3 separate regions of the Macaca mulatta genome follow, and all the other regions are linked to region 3. Evidence: chromatin contacts called from public Hi-C data. All regions are on one chromosome and are shown on one strand. Each heading gives the region's core, a stretch centred on a gene start, on an enhancer-like site or on the middle of the called end of the contact. The rest is flanking DNA. Distances are from core to core; before and after follow the strand shown.

Region 1 (3,786 bases), core at 801-3,300, 1.0 Mb after region 3:
AGCTGGTTAAAATCTTAACAACGTGGAGACGTGGAGATTCCCAGTATGCCAGTCCTAATGATCAGAAAGTTTTTAGAAAACACCTTGGGTGGCCCTACTGGAGTCTGCCCCATTGGATCCTTCCCAGGAAATGGCACCAGGGAACAAGTTTTGCAGTATTCAGGGCACAAAAGATCATTTATTTTTCCGATTGTGAAGTGAACATTAGATGACATTATTTCATTTCAGATTTTTTGAAAAGGTAAAAATAATTAAAAAAACCCTTTCGAAAAGGATTTTTATTTAGTTTACTGAAAGCTTCCAATAACGTGCCTAGTGTTAAACTACGTTAATGTTATTTATCACACAAGCCTCCCCACAGGTTTGATCACCACTAATCTGCAGATGAGGAAACTGACCAGCTCAGAGTGGCTCTCAGTTGCCTTTTGGGAAGTGGCCAAGGTGCGATTTGAATCCAGGTCTCTTACCTCCAGTTTCTGAGACCTTTCTAGACACCAAGGTTATCTCTTCAAATACTGCTGCAAGTAAACAGCTGTGTTACTCGAGTATCTAGACTTTTGAAGTAAGCAGACTCTAGGGAATGGGTAGAGTAAAATATATGGGTATGTGCTCGAGGGAGCGCTTCTGCCACGTTTTATTCCGAGGCTAGCCTGAGAGATCATGGAAAACATTGCTTCTCCAAAACCGCAGCGAAAAACAAGGAAATTAACAAGGCAGAATGGCGATGCGAGACTTGACAAAGTTGTTAATAAGGCGAAGGCCCAAAGCGCTATGCCAGGGCCTGCTACTTCATTTGTTTCAGCGATTAAACCTGCACGTCAGGGGGCTAGAGGCAGGTAAAAAGCAGGCTCTCGTGTGGCCCCGGCAGTTGATATTACTGGCACTCGGTGTTCGAGATGCTTCCTTACAGCTGCGTTTCTGTGCGGCTTGGTCTCCATATTCCACTCATTTTTGCCTCAACATTTCGTGGTATTTTATCACCAAATACGCCCGGCAAAGCAAAGATCCCGTTCAGTTTCTTTAAACACGGCTATCTTTTCTCAGGAGGCAGCCGCCAGGGCTTCACTCCTGGGCCATCAGCAACGTCCCCCAAGCGGGTCGGGCGGAAACGCGTTCGTGACCGAGGGGCCGCGTGCCGAGCTCGGGCGTGGGGGGGCGTGGCCCTTACACTCGGCGACCCCTGGCCACCGCCCACCCCGCGCGTGGGGGCGTGCGCGGCTGCGGGGCGCGGAGAGGAGTGACCTCGGACTACCCTAGGCGCCCGCAGCACGCTCTGTACACAGACGCGAGGCGCTGTCCTGAGGTGACACCGGCTGCACGGCACAAGCAGCAGGCGCCGCCGATCAACTAGTTCGCACCGAGGATTCCTCTTGGTGCGTGGCCCAGTTTTCCTTAGGACGGGCTCCAACCCCTCCCTGACACCGCCCCCCTCGCCGCCACGCTCCGAGGCCTTCCCCGGGGAAGCCTCGCGTCCCTCCCCCGCGGCTCCGGGCCGCACGCGCGCGATTCCTCGATTCCACAGGCGGTTCGCGCCGCGGGTGGGGGCGGGGCGCGCGGGGAGGGGGCCGGCGGCCGCCAGGGGAGGGGGGCCGGGGCCCAGGGGACGGAGGGGGGCCGGCGTGGGGAGTTCCTCGCTCGCGGACCACACGCTCCGCGGGCCAATCCCGAGCCAGCCTCTAGCAGTGTCGCACGCGGGACACGTCCAAGCGTTTGTTGGCACGGCCGGTGAGGGGGAGGGGGCGAGGAGGAGGGAGGGGAGTTGAGTGACAGGCTTTGCGGGGCAGGCTGGGAATTGTAGTTCCCAGCTTCCGTGGCCATAGCCATTTTGTAGTCGGGGGACTACAACTTCCAGAAGATCAAGGGGACCATTCTAAGGTGCCCCGGGAATAGGCGGCTCTCCCCGGGGCCGGGCGTCCTGGGGCACTCCTACCCAGCAGCCCGGCTGCAGGTAGACGCGAAGGCAGTGGCGGGGGCTGGCGTGGGGCGGTCGTGGGGTGAGCGGCAGGCAGGGGAAAGGGGGTGAGGTGGAGCGACGGAGCGTGCCATGCATTGAGCTAGGGAGCCTCTCTCAATTCCACGCCTGGGCTCGGCGTGGGAGCGACGCCCGAGGGCTTGCCTGGGAGGGGTTCGTCGAGGTCGCTCGGGTGTCTGGTTGGCCAGGCTGCGGGGGTGCCCTGGACTGGGCCAGGGGCGGTCGGCACCGGGCTAAGCGGGCGCCTGGCGGCTGAGCGGTGGGAGTTTTCGGCTGGCGCCCGGCGGGGAATTATCCGAGGAGCCCTAACTTGTATAAAAGCAGAGTCCATTTAAAGTTGGGCTGGATAGCCTCTCTCTCATTGGTTAGGGGGCTTGGAAAAAAGAGACTCGGCGAGCCCTCGCTGTGGTGCTGCCGCCGCCGCCGCCGCCGCCGCCGCCGCTGGAGTTGACTCTTCTGCTCGCACTGCTGCTGCAGCACAAACGTGACTTCCAACATTTTTTATTTATCTTTCCCTTTTCTTTTCCAAGATGTAACTACGGATCAGACACTAAGGACCTTCACGTTTCGCTGATGTAGTTTTTGGAGGAAAAAGGGGGGGGAGTGAAGGGCGTCGGTTTTTTTTTGTGTGTGTGTGTATGTGTTTCGGGGGAAATTTTCCATTATGAGTGTTTTACTAAAGTGAATTTTTTTTTGTTTGCTTCGTTCGTCTTTGGCTCTTTTTTTTTCCTTCCCAATTTCGGATTTATTTCAAGGCGAATCTGGCTTTGGGGGAAGAGGAAGAAAAGTCGGATTACAAGATCAACCACCACCAACAACAATAAAAACCACCAGGATATTTTTTTGCAAATTTCTGACGGCTTTAAATTCATGAAGCAATTGTCCCCTTTTGCAATCAGCATTTGGATCTCAGAATGAGCAAGGAAAGACCGAAGAGGAATATCATTCAGAAGAAATACGTAAGTGCTCCTAACAACACATCCTTTGACTTGCAGTTTTAAGCAATGGCTGTGAATGTCAAGTTTATAGATAATTCTGCAGCTGAAGGGTTTTAAACACAGCGTCCGATAAGGCTGTTTCTTTCTTTTCTGAAAGAGGGCTTTTCAAGCGAAGTGGTGTCTGCCTAGTTTGGTTGAAAAAACAGATTGGTGTAGAGATACCTCAAGTGAATAAATTGACCTCGAATGACACAACCATAATCTAGTTTTAGATGAAAGGCAAGGGATTTTGGTGGAGCTTGAGGTGGGGGGGCGGCTGCGGTAATGTAACTAAACTGCATTCTCAAGCGGATTTGGCCCCGTATTGCACTTTGCATGCAAATGAGCCTGTGTTATTATTATTAATGTTATTTGGAAAAATCGTGTAACTCATGTGTGTTGGAAGCCCTTTAAGTTGCGATGGAGGGTCCGATTATGGCGATCTTCTCTTTGCATTGGCACATCAAATTTAACGTCTGTGGTCGTTTTGGCTTATCTGGTTTACAACATAAACCAGTTGGGAATCATGTTACAGCGAATGCATTTGTTGGGATTGACTTTAATAATGAGGCTGGTTTTGTTTAAAAAATTCATGATTTCCAGTTGTAGGGGAAAAGGACACACACTATGGCTAATGTTTTTAAGTGTGTACGTGAATGTATATGTAAGTAACTACAAATATTTTCTCCCTGTTAACTGGGCTTCTGAAATTGGGTGATTATTCACAGATTTAAATGGCTTGGAATAGTTAAATTTGTTTTGTGCATAGTACAGCTACGTTTTGATTGGCATGGGGAGTGTTTTTGTTTTGTGTGTGGTGGCTTTTTTTTTTTTTTT
Region 2 (3,987 bases), core at 1,253-3,752, 1.2 Mb after region 3:
CTTTCTTATCTTGAAGTATTTCAAGTTGTGTTGTTACGCCTAAATGGAATCTATTTCTTAGTGTTATTCTTGGCCTTCCAGAGGATGCTGTAAGTCTAATATGGTAGTTTGCATGTTTCTTCTTTACTAGGGAACCAACATTTCATCTAAACAGGCTAAAACTTACGGGTGTTCACAACGGAGAGTTTTGTTAAGTCTCCTTCCCGGCCAGACAGACACAGAACTGACTTGCATGTACTGTATTTTAGGAAATATTGCCTGCATGATCGGGAAGTAATGATGATGGGTAGGCTTTTCTTATTTCTTAAAATTTAAATACCTGTTTCTCTTTAGTTGACTAGAAGAGAAGGAAGCAGTGGAGATAGGAAAGGGGCAGATAGCGTTTATTACTGCTGATACCTGTGTGCACTCTCAGTGTGTGAGTGACAGAACTAGGGGTGTTCAGGAAAACCACTAATCATACATGATTCTGAAACTTCATTTCTGGCCAACTGTTTATGTCTCAGGGTTTCTACGTTTCTTACTAACCTTGCTAAGAATTAGCATACATCAGAATATCTGCCTCAGGTCTCCTTTCCAGTTCTCTGCTCTGGGTGCTGTTGATCACTGAAGGAGCCAAAAGACGTGTCCCAGTAGAAGGAAGAGGAAAAGGGCCGAATAGTCATCCCCTGAATGTCCTTTAATTGATTCTGTATGACTTATGCTGCAGTGGGATGCATGCCAAACACTTGTTCACTGTTAACAGGAACATGCTGCACTGTAGAGCACTAAATAAGGGTCTGCTCTGGGGACTCACCTTGGGGGCTCCCCTGGGAACCATTGGAGAGCAACTCTTTTCCAGCCCTCTATGTTCTATAGGGAGTTGTGTATTGAGGTGACCCCACCCCTTCTTCCCCAGTGCCACTGGATTCTCGGATAGCCTCCTGTCTGTTGAGACATAGGAGCTAGCTCTGTGACCTTTGCTAAGAGACAAACTTGTTTTTAGCCACAGCTTCATCATCTGTTAAGTGGGGGAATTGTAGTAGAGTATCTCTGAGGCCCTATGTGTAATTCTGATTTTAAAGTGGTGGATATCAGCTAGACACTAAGGAGGACCATATTCTACCTTCCTGATGTCTGTGTGTGTGTGTGTGTGTGTGTGTGTGTGTTTGTATATGTATATGTATATATATTGATGTTTATACATTTTTGATGTAAGAAGTTCTGGCGTGTACATGAGCTTTAATGATTTACAAAACAAGAGTTGGCCATTGTGGAGAGAATATCCAATTGGCCTTGATTGCTTGCTAGCCTGGGTGACTTCACTCCTGAGCAAAGTTGACATCTACCTTCAGGATTTTTGTGAGGTATAAATAAGTTACTGTGTGTGTAGTATGAGAACCCAGAAGGGCCTAGTTAGATGGTTCAACAACTAGGAAACAAGAAGCTGGAAGTATTAGTAAGGCATGTTTCCAGTTCCTCTGAATGCATCTCAGGAAAACTTCCAGTGCTATGTGGGCTTGGCCACCGTCTTCCTCCCCTTGGAAGGGCATGAAGAGAGGCGTGTGGTAGTGTTGAGAGCATGTGTTTTGGACATTATCATTGCTGGTTGAAGTTCAAAGGCTTCAAGAGAATTGACTTTAAAAATCAAAAAGCTATAACATATGAAAGGAGATGTGTACTCCAGTTGTCTGAGGCCAGGGAGCTGGCCAGCCCTCAGTTGGATTCCTGCCTTTTTCACCCCTCCCAGCAGCTGCCAGACCACAGAGCCGGTTCTGTGAAAGATCCTCAAGAAACAATGAGAGAAAACAGCTTCTGTTTGATTAGATTAGATCAATTTATGTGCCTCAGGGAGGGGCCTGCGCAGGGCAGGGGGAGGGGTGCCCCTGTGTTGTTGGTGGGGGCAGCGGTGGCCCATGCGGTCACTTCATAAGTAATGAGGCTCCGTGGAAGCTGGAATTGGAGGGAGGGGGGAGGCGGGCTGGAGGAGGAGCATGTGGAAGGAGATTTCTGCAGTCTGTCTGGAGAGCTGCCCAGGTTTCCCAGCCAAAAAAACAAATAAAAATAAATAAAAGGCAAGTGCTGAATGACACAGATTATGATATTAAAAAGGGATGCCATTGAAACTGCGCCCTGGAGCCCGCTGTCCTTGGGGGTGGGGTGTGCTTGGCAATGGGGTGGGGGCATCTGACCGGCTGGGGACACAAAAGTGTGCACAATTAAACTGTGAATGTCCCCCTCCCCCCCATATGTCAGAAATTCTGTACTTCGGATTTGTCTGCATTGCAGGTTGGGGAAATGGCAGGATGAAAAGCTAGTGGCTCTTTTCCTTTTTCTCATTTTAATTTATCAGGGTAGGGGGAGCCAGCCGGAGACCCCTCCTCTTTGGTGTTCGATTCCCTCCCATGCACATAAATAACCTTCTCTCCTGGCTGCCTCCCCTCCCCCTCGGCCCCATTGCTGTTCTGGCCGTCCTATTGCCGCGCGGAATCTGCACTGCCGCTTGCTTATTACGTACAGGGGAGGATTGTTGACAAGTGCTCCGGAGCCTGCCTCACTGCGCTCTTCCTCCCTCCCTCCCTCTGTCCTTCTTCCTCTCTGTCTCTCTGCAATGATCCGGCTCTGAGGATGGCTGCTCCACGGGTCTGTCAGGTGCAGTTTTTGGTGGCTTATCTTGAGGAACCTGGGATAGAAGGTCTGTTCCTATAAATAAAAGACAAACCAAATAGCTCTAGATTTGTTTCAGGCTGGTATGGCTTTTGTTGGAGAAATAGGCCTTTGTGGGTTTCCCTGCTGGGGTCCTGATTAAATCCATTGTGGATGGCAAGGTGCTATATATATATGAGAGACTATGTAAAAAGTGTTGCGATTTGCTTAATATTAATATTCTTTTAGCTTTGATATCCTCCCTAGGGGCAATGGTGGCTCCTGCAAAGGCACTGTGGAAATTTACAAGAGAGAATTAATGTCGCTCTTAAAGCATTAAGCTCTGTTGACCATTTTGGCCAAATCTGCAGTTTCAGTCAGGCTTGTATGAATTTAGACATTTCTCTGGAGACTGAATGCCATCCAGCTATAGCTGGTCCCTTTTATTTTATTTCCAATTTATTTGATCATTTCCCAGCATTTAAAAATAAATGTTTGATTAAAGTTAATTAGTTCATCCTCACCATAGCTCTGGTTTCCTTCATAAACAGCATGTTTGCTTTCATTTCCATTAATCCTTTCTTTTTCTACCTCCATCTTCTTTCCTTGAAAGATGGAGGAAACTGAGGCATGCAAATAGATCCTGAGATCTGAAGTGATTCTAGATTGAGACCTAAAAGCTTTAAACTTCTAGTGCTCTTGATTCTTCTCCCGAATTTCATGCATTAATTCATGTCTGTGTTACTGTCTGTAAACACAGATGATTTTGAGGAACCTTCAATGTTTGGTGCCTCAAATCTTAGCAGATTCCATAGCCACATTCCTATAGTGATGCTTTCTGTACTGCTTCCATGCATTATATTTCAGTAGTGGAAAGAATGCTTCTCTGGTAGGCAGTAGGCCTTTCTAAAGTTATTTGTTGTCAGCAGGTTTTTTGTTTTTTTACTTTGAATGGACTACTTAATCCTTTCTGAATATATTCATCTGAAAAGTGGGAGGGCAGTTGATTTCTTGATATGTGAGTGAGGTAATAAGGAAACTGGGTAACTACTGTCCCTCCTAGTCATGCTACAAAGAAAACAGAACTTAGAACTTCCAAGAGATTCCTTTTATCTTAGGGAATGAAGGCAGCCCAGAGAGGTTTCAGGGCAAAGGGTGTGGCTGTTTATTTATGTACAAATTATGGTGTCAATCAGGACACAAAGTTTGTGGACCTTTGCCCGTTTATCATTACAGATTAGTACACAAACCGATAACTTTATGGCACTTGTCGATTGAGTAAAAGCAGCAGCTTTGCCTGTCATTGGAGAGCCTGGCTCAGATTGGATAGCTGGTTTCTTTTGGTACCTTACATTTGTGGGA
Region 3 (3,602 bases), core at 269-2,768:
AATCGCTTGAACCTGGGAGGCGGAGGTTGCAGTGAGCCAAGATTGCACCATTGCACTCCAACCTGGACAAAAAGAGCGAAACTCCCTTTCAAAAAAAAAAAAAAAGGAAGCAAGTTACTCAGCCGGCAGAGTCTAACTCAGAGTGGATCACTTTCTCTGAGCTGCCTGGCAGAGCCCAATTGTACCTGTGTGTCAGGCATGGTCCCCAGTGTCAGCAGACACACTGATCCTGATGGAGGGAAGTGCATATCGTGCAAGCCATTCCCATAAGCCACCGGACAGGTGTTCAACTGCCCTCTGGGGTAGCCTGACCCTGAATGAGTTTAAACAGAAACAAATAAAACCTAGGATCAGAACGTTCTTATATTGTACTTAAAGTGGTTAGCATTTGTGGTAGGTTATCAAAGAATATTGTACAACATCTTTCCCTAGGGAACTTTAAGAATAGGATGGCTAGATCCTGCAGTCTGAGATATTTTTGTCTCTATAATAACACCTTACCACGGTATCACAGCTTATAGGAAGTGCCTCGAGGTCGGGCATGGATTAGATACCCTCTGACGCCATCTGCTCTCTGGATTTGTTTCAGAGGAATGAAACACGAGATGGAAATGGAAATAGAGAGAGAGAGAGAGAGAGAGAGAGAGAGAGAGAGAGAGAGAGAGCGCGCTAGAGAGAGAGAAAGAGAGACCGATCCACGGACCCTATTAACAGGGTGAAATCTGCTCAAACTAGGAAACCAGAAGAGTAAGACCCTGATGGAAACCACGCCTCCCTGTCAGTTCTGGTTTTGCCCCAGTCCTTCAAAACGCCTCTCACAGGTTGTGCTACAGTCTTCTGCGTTCAGGGGTGGGCTGCTTTATGTCAACATGGTGGGATTACTGGAAAAGTCATTATTGGTACTTTTGGATGTGGCTTTTCTATTTAAAATAATTAAAACCAACGAAGCGTTTTCTTTCTGACCCAATTCCTGGCTGTCCTCTGCTTTGGTGTCTTCGTGCCAGCCTTGGGCTCTGGGAAGCTCTAAGGATGGAGCCTGTCTCCTCCACCTGCTACATGCAGGGCAAGAGGGCCAATGCGCAGCCCACCACGGCCAGGAGCCTCATTATCTTTTTGTTTTAATTCCCCTATGTGGATCCAAATGGCAGTCTAAGGCCCAAGGATTTGGCAAAGCAACAAGTGGCTGGAGTAGGGACAAACCGGACTCCCGGCGTCGCTCCCGCCTGCTTCCTACCCGCACCGCCGCCCACTGCCCCGTACAGGGGTCACAGCCGTGGAGCGTGGGAATGGGACAGTCCCATTTTACAACTCTTGTTCATCCCGCCTGCGGCAGGCGGCTCCCGACAGGGAAGAGCAACCCTTTTGGACTTCCCCACCCGCGGCCCCACCGAGCCCGTGGCGCGCCCACGCCTCCTCCCGGACCCCTCACCTCCCGCGCGCGGCGGGCGCACGCACCACCTGACTCGCGTTCTCATTGGCTGCTGCCTGTTGCTAACCCACGTGACCGGCGCCGCGCGCCCCGCCCCCGCGGGCTCTCGCTCGGTCGGCGCGTTCCTGCGGGCTTGCGCTGGCCGGCGTCGGGCTCCGAGCCGCGGGTCGCTCGCCTAGCCGGCTTCGCCCCGCCGCGCCGCTGCCGCTGATGCCCACAAGGTGGCAGTGCCGCGCTGCGTGTCCCCTCGCCCAGGTCCGCGCGAGCCGCGCCAGGCGGCCGGTGCCAGCGCAGCCTCCCGCGAAAGTTTCCCTGCTCCGGAACGGACCCGGGTGTCGCACTCTCCGAGCGGGCTGGTGACAGCCCTCCCGTTCGCGGGTTGCCTCGGGGCGATTTGCACTTCACAGCCCCGCTGGCGTCTCCTGGCGTCCCGAACTTGGGGCCTGTTATTAATGCAAGTCGATGTTTTTGTTTTGTTGTTTTGTTTTGTTTTAGGATCTGTACGCTAATAATTGATCCTAAAGAGGCAGGCAGACACCCCGACAGCGGCGCCTCGTCTCTCTTCTGGGCGTCCGGTTGAGCTTGCCTCACTGCAGAAGCAACCTACAGCCTCCCTTTGCGCTGGTGCAAAACACAAGCCAGCAGCCCTTCGGAGGGGCCTCCCCGCACGCGCCTCCTGGGATCCTGACTTGCTTAGGAAGAGGAGGGCACGGGGAGCCTCCTGCTCTGCAGCTGTCCCCAGGATGCCCTTAATTCCCGGGACAGGAGCGATAAGCTCGTCTGACCTCAGTTGACCTCGCCGCAGGCGCCAGGCGTCCTCATTTACTGCGAGGCATTGGAGAGTCTACTTTTCTCTCTGCTCCCTGGGATTTTTTTCCTTACGTCACTTTTTTTCCTTGTTGGCTTGTAGCTGGTCTGATGTCCCTTTACTACTGTCTAAACCGCCTCCTTCTACTCCCTGCTCCCACCTAGGCACGCGTTTGCCACTCTCTCTTTTTCCTTTAAAGAAAACATTCTGAGAGCCCTTTGAACCCAGCTAACCCTGGGAAAGGGCAGGTCCGTGGATGTGAAGGCAAGTCCAGGAACCGGGGCTGCACTTACCTACATGTGGAAAGGAAAGAGAAACACACCTTGCCAGCCCATTGTCTACACCACGAAGCCCGGATTCCATTCCCTGGTAGTCAGGCCTTTCACACTGGGCTACCCTCTAGGTAACTTCCAAAGATGCCCCTAGTCTTCTCCAGCCCCTGACAGGACACTAAAAGGGACTCTGTGTTCGTGACTGCTAGAATTTCTGCTGAGACCCTGACACAGAACAATATATGTGTCAAACAACTCCCACCTCCGTTCTCAAGTGAGGTATGGACCTTCTGTGGGGTATTAAGGGACTGACACCAGCCTCGCCTTGGGGCGATACAATAGGAGGCTAAGGATGCAGGAGAGGCTAGCAGTGAGTCTTTCTTTTTAGAGGGGTGTCTATATGCTGTGCTTCTTCACCTACCTCAAGATAAATGACCTGGGTTCCAGAGAACTCCCTGGAGAGCTTTAAGTGTCTCGTGGAGTTTGGGAGGCGTAAGGACTGATGTGACCTGCAAAGCAGACGGCTGTTTGCAGTGGCGAGAGAAGGCGGTATTTGAAGCTACCTCTTCTTCCAAGAGTCAGTGAGTCATACATGCACCAAGTCTCCCTAGGGGTAGGGTGGATCCACGTCCCCCCACCGGGGCGAGGTGAGCAGCACATGCCAGGACCTGAAGGTGACGAGTGAGTGCCAGCTAACAGGGGCTGCCCATGTTCCGGAGCTGCAGCTCATGAACTGGCAGCAATAGAGGAAGAGGATTGAGAAAACTCACAAAAGCATCCACAGAAGAGCCAGCGTGTACACATCTGCCACTCCCAAGGGCACCAGCCCCTAGATGCAACTGAATCCATCCTTGAAGAGCTTTGTTCTTTGGAACCTGAGAAACTGCTATGGTCTGAATGTTGATGTCCCCCCCCCCGAATTTGATTGTGAACCCTCATACTCAATAAGACAGTATTAAGAGGTGGGACTTCTGGAAAGTGATTAAGTCATGAAGGTGGAGCCCTCATAAATGAGATCAGTGCTTTTATAAAAGAGATAGAAGGAAACTGCCTTCCTCTTCCACCATGAGAGTACCCGTGGAAGGTACCATCT

The links. A called contact is a pair of places that touch in the nucleus more often than the background predicts.
Region 1: a contact with region 3 is called in a Hi-C map of fetal cortical plate, with 4 times the contacts expected there. The contact joins the promoter of LOC144340631 here to the enhancer-like site in region 3. A contact is called at or near these places in 4 of 14 Hi-C or Micro-C datasets (fetal cortex germinal zone, fetal cortical plate, fibroblasts and 1 more).
Region 2: a contact with region 3 is called in a Hi-C map of fetal cortical plate, with 2.8 times the contacts expected there. The contact joins two enhancer-like sites. A contact is called at or near these places in 3 of 14 Hi-C or Micro-C datasets (fetal cortex germinal zone, fetal cortical plate and liver).

The regions. Positions count from the first base shown.
Region 1 is chr4:167,876,795-167,880,580 of T2T-MMU8v2.0, reverse strand. LOC144340631 reads right to left here and starts at 2,050. Exons shown (of 2, transcript XM_078001061.1): 1 at 1,931-2,050; 2 at 163-1,870. The coding sequence starts at 2,050. The coding sequence ends at 1,031. It overlaps JARID2 (jumonji and AT-rich interaction domain containing 2), which reads left to right and starts at 1,774. Exons shown (of 19, transcript XM_078000932.1): 1 at 1,774-1,948; 2 at 2,728-2,931. The coding sequence starts at 2,887.
Region 2 is chr4:167,720,231-167,724,217 of T2T-MMU8v2.0, reverse strand. All of the region lies in intron 3 of JARID2 (jumonji and AT-rich interaction domain containing 2), which reads left to right. Among named protein-coding and RNA genes, the nearest start is that of JARID2, 160 kb to the left of the region's middle. Within about 2 kb of position 2,502, at least 16 of the 40 cell types and tissues checked have an H3K27ac peak or open chromatin away from gene starts, as enhancers often do. A contact at or near this core is called in fetal cortical plate, where this site is marked.
Region 3 is chr4:168,913,652-168,917,253 of T2T-MMU8v2.0, reverse strand. No RefSeq gene overlaps it. Among named protein-coding and RNA genes, the nearest start is that of CD83, 93 kb to the left of the region's middle. Within about 2 kb of position 1,518, at least 20 of the 40 cell types and tissues checked have an H3K27ac peak or open chromatin away from gene starts, as enhancers often do. A contact at or near this core is called in fetal cortex germinal zone and fetal cortical plate, where this site is marked.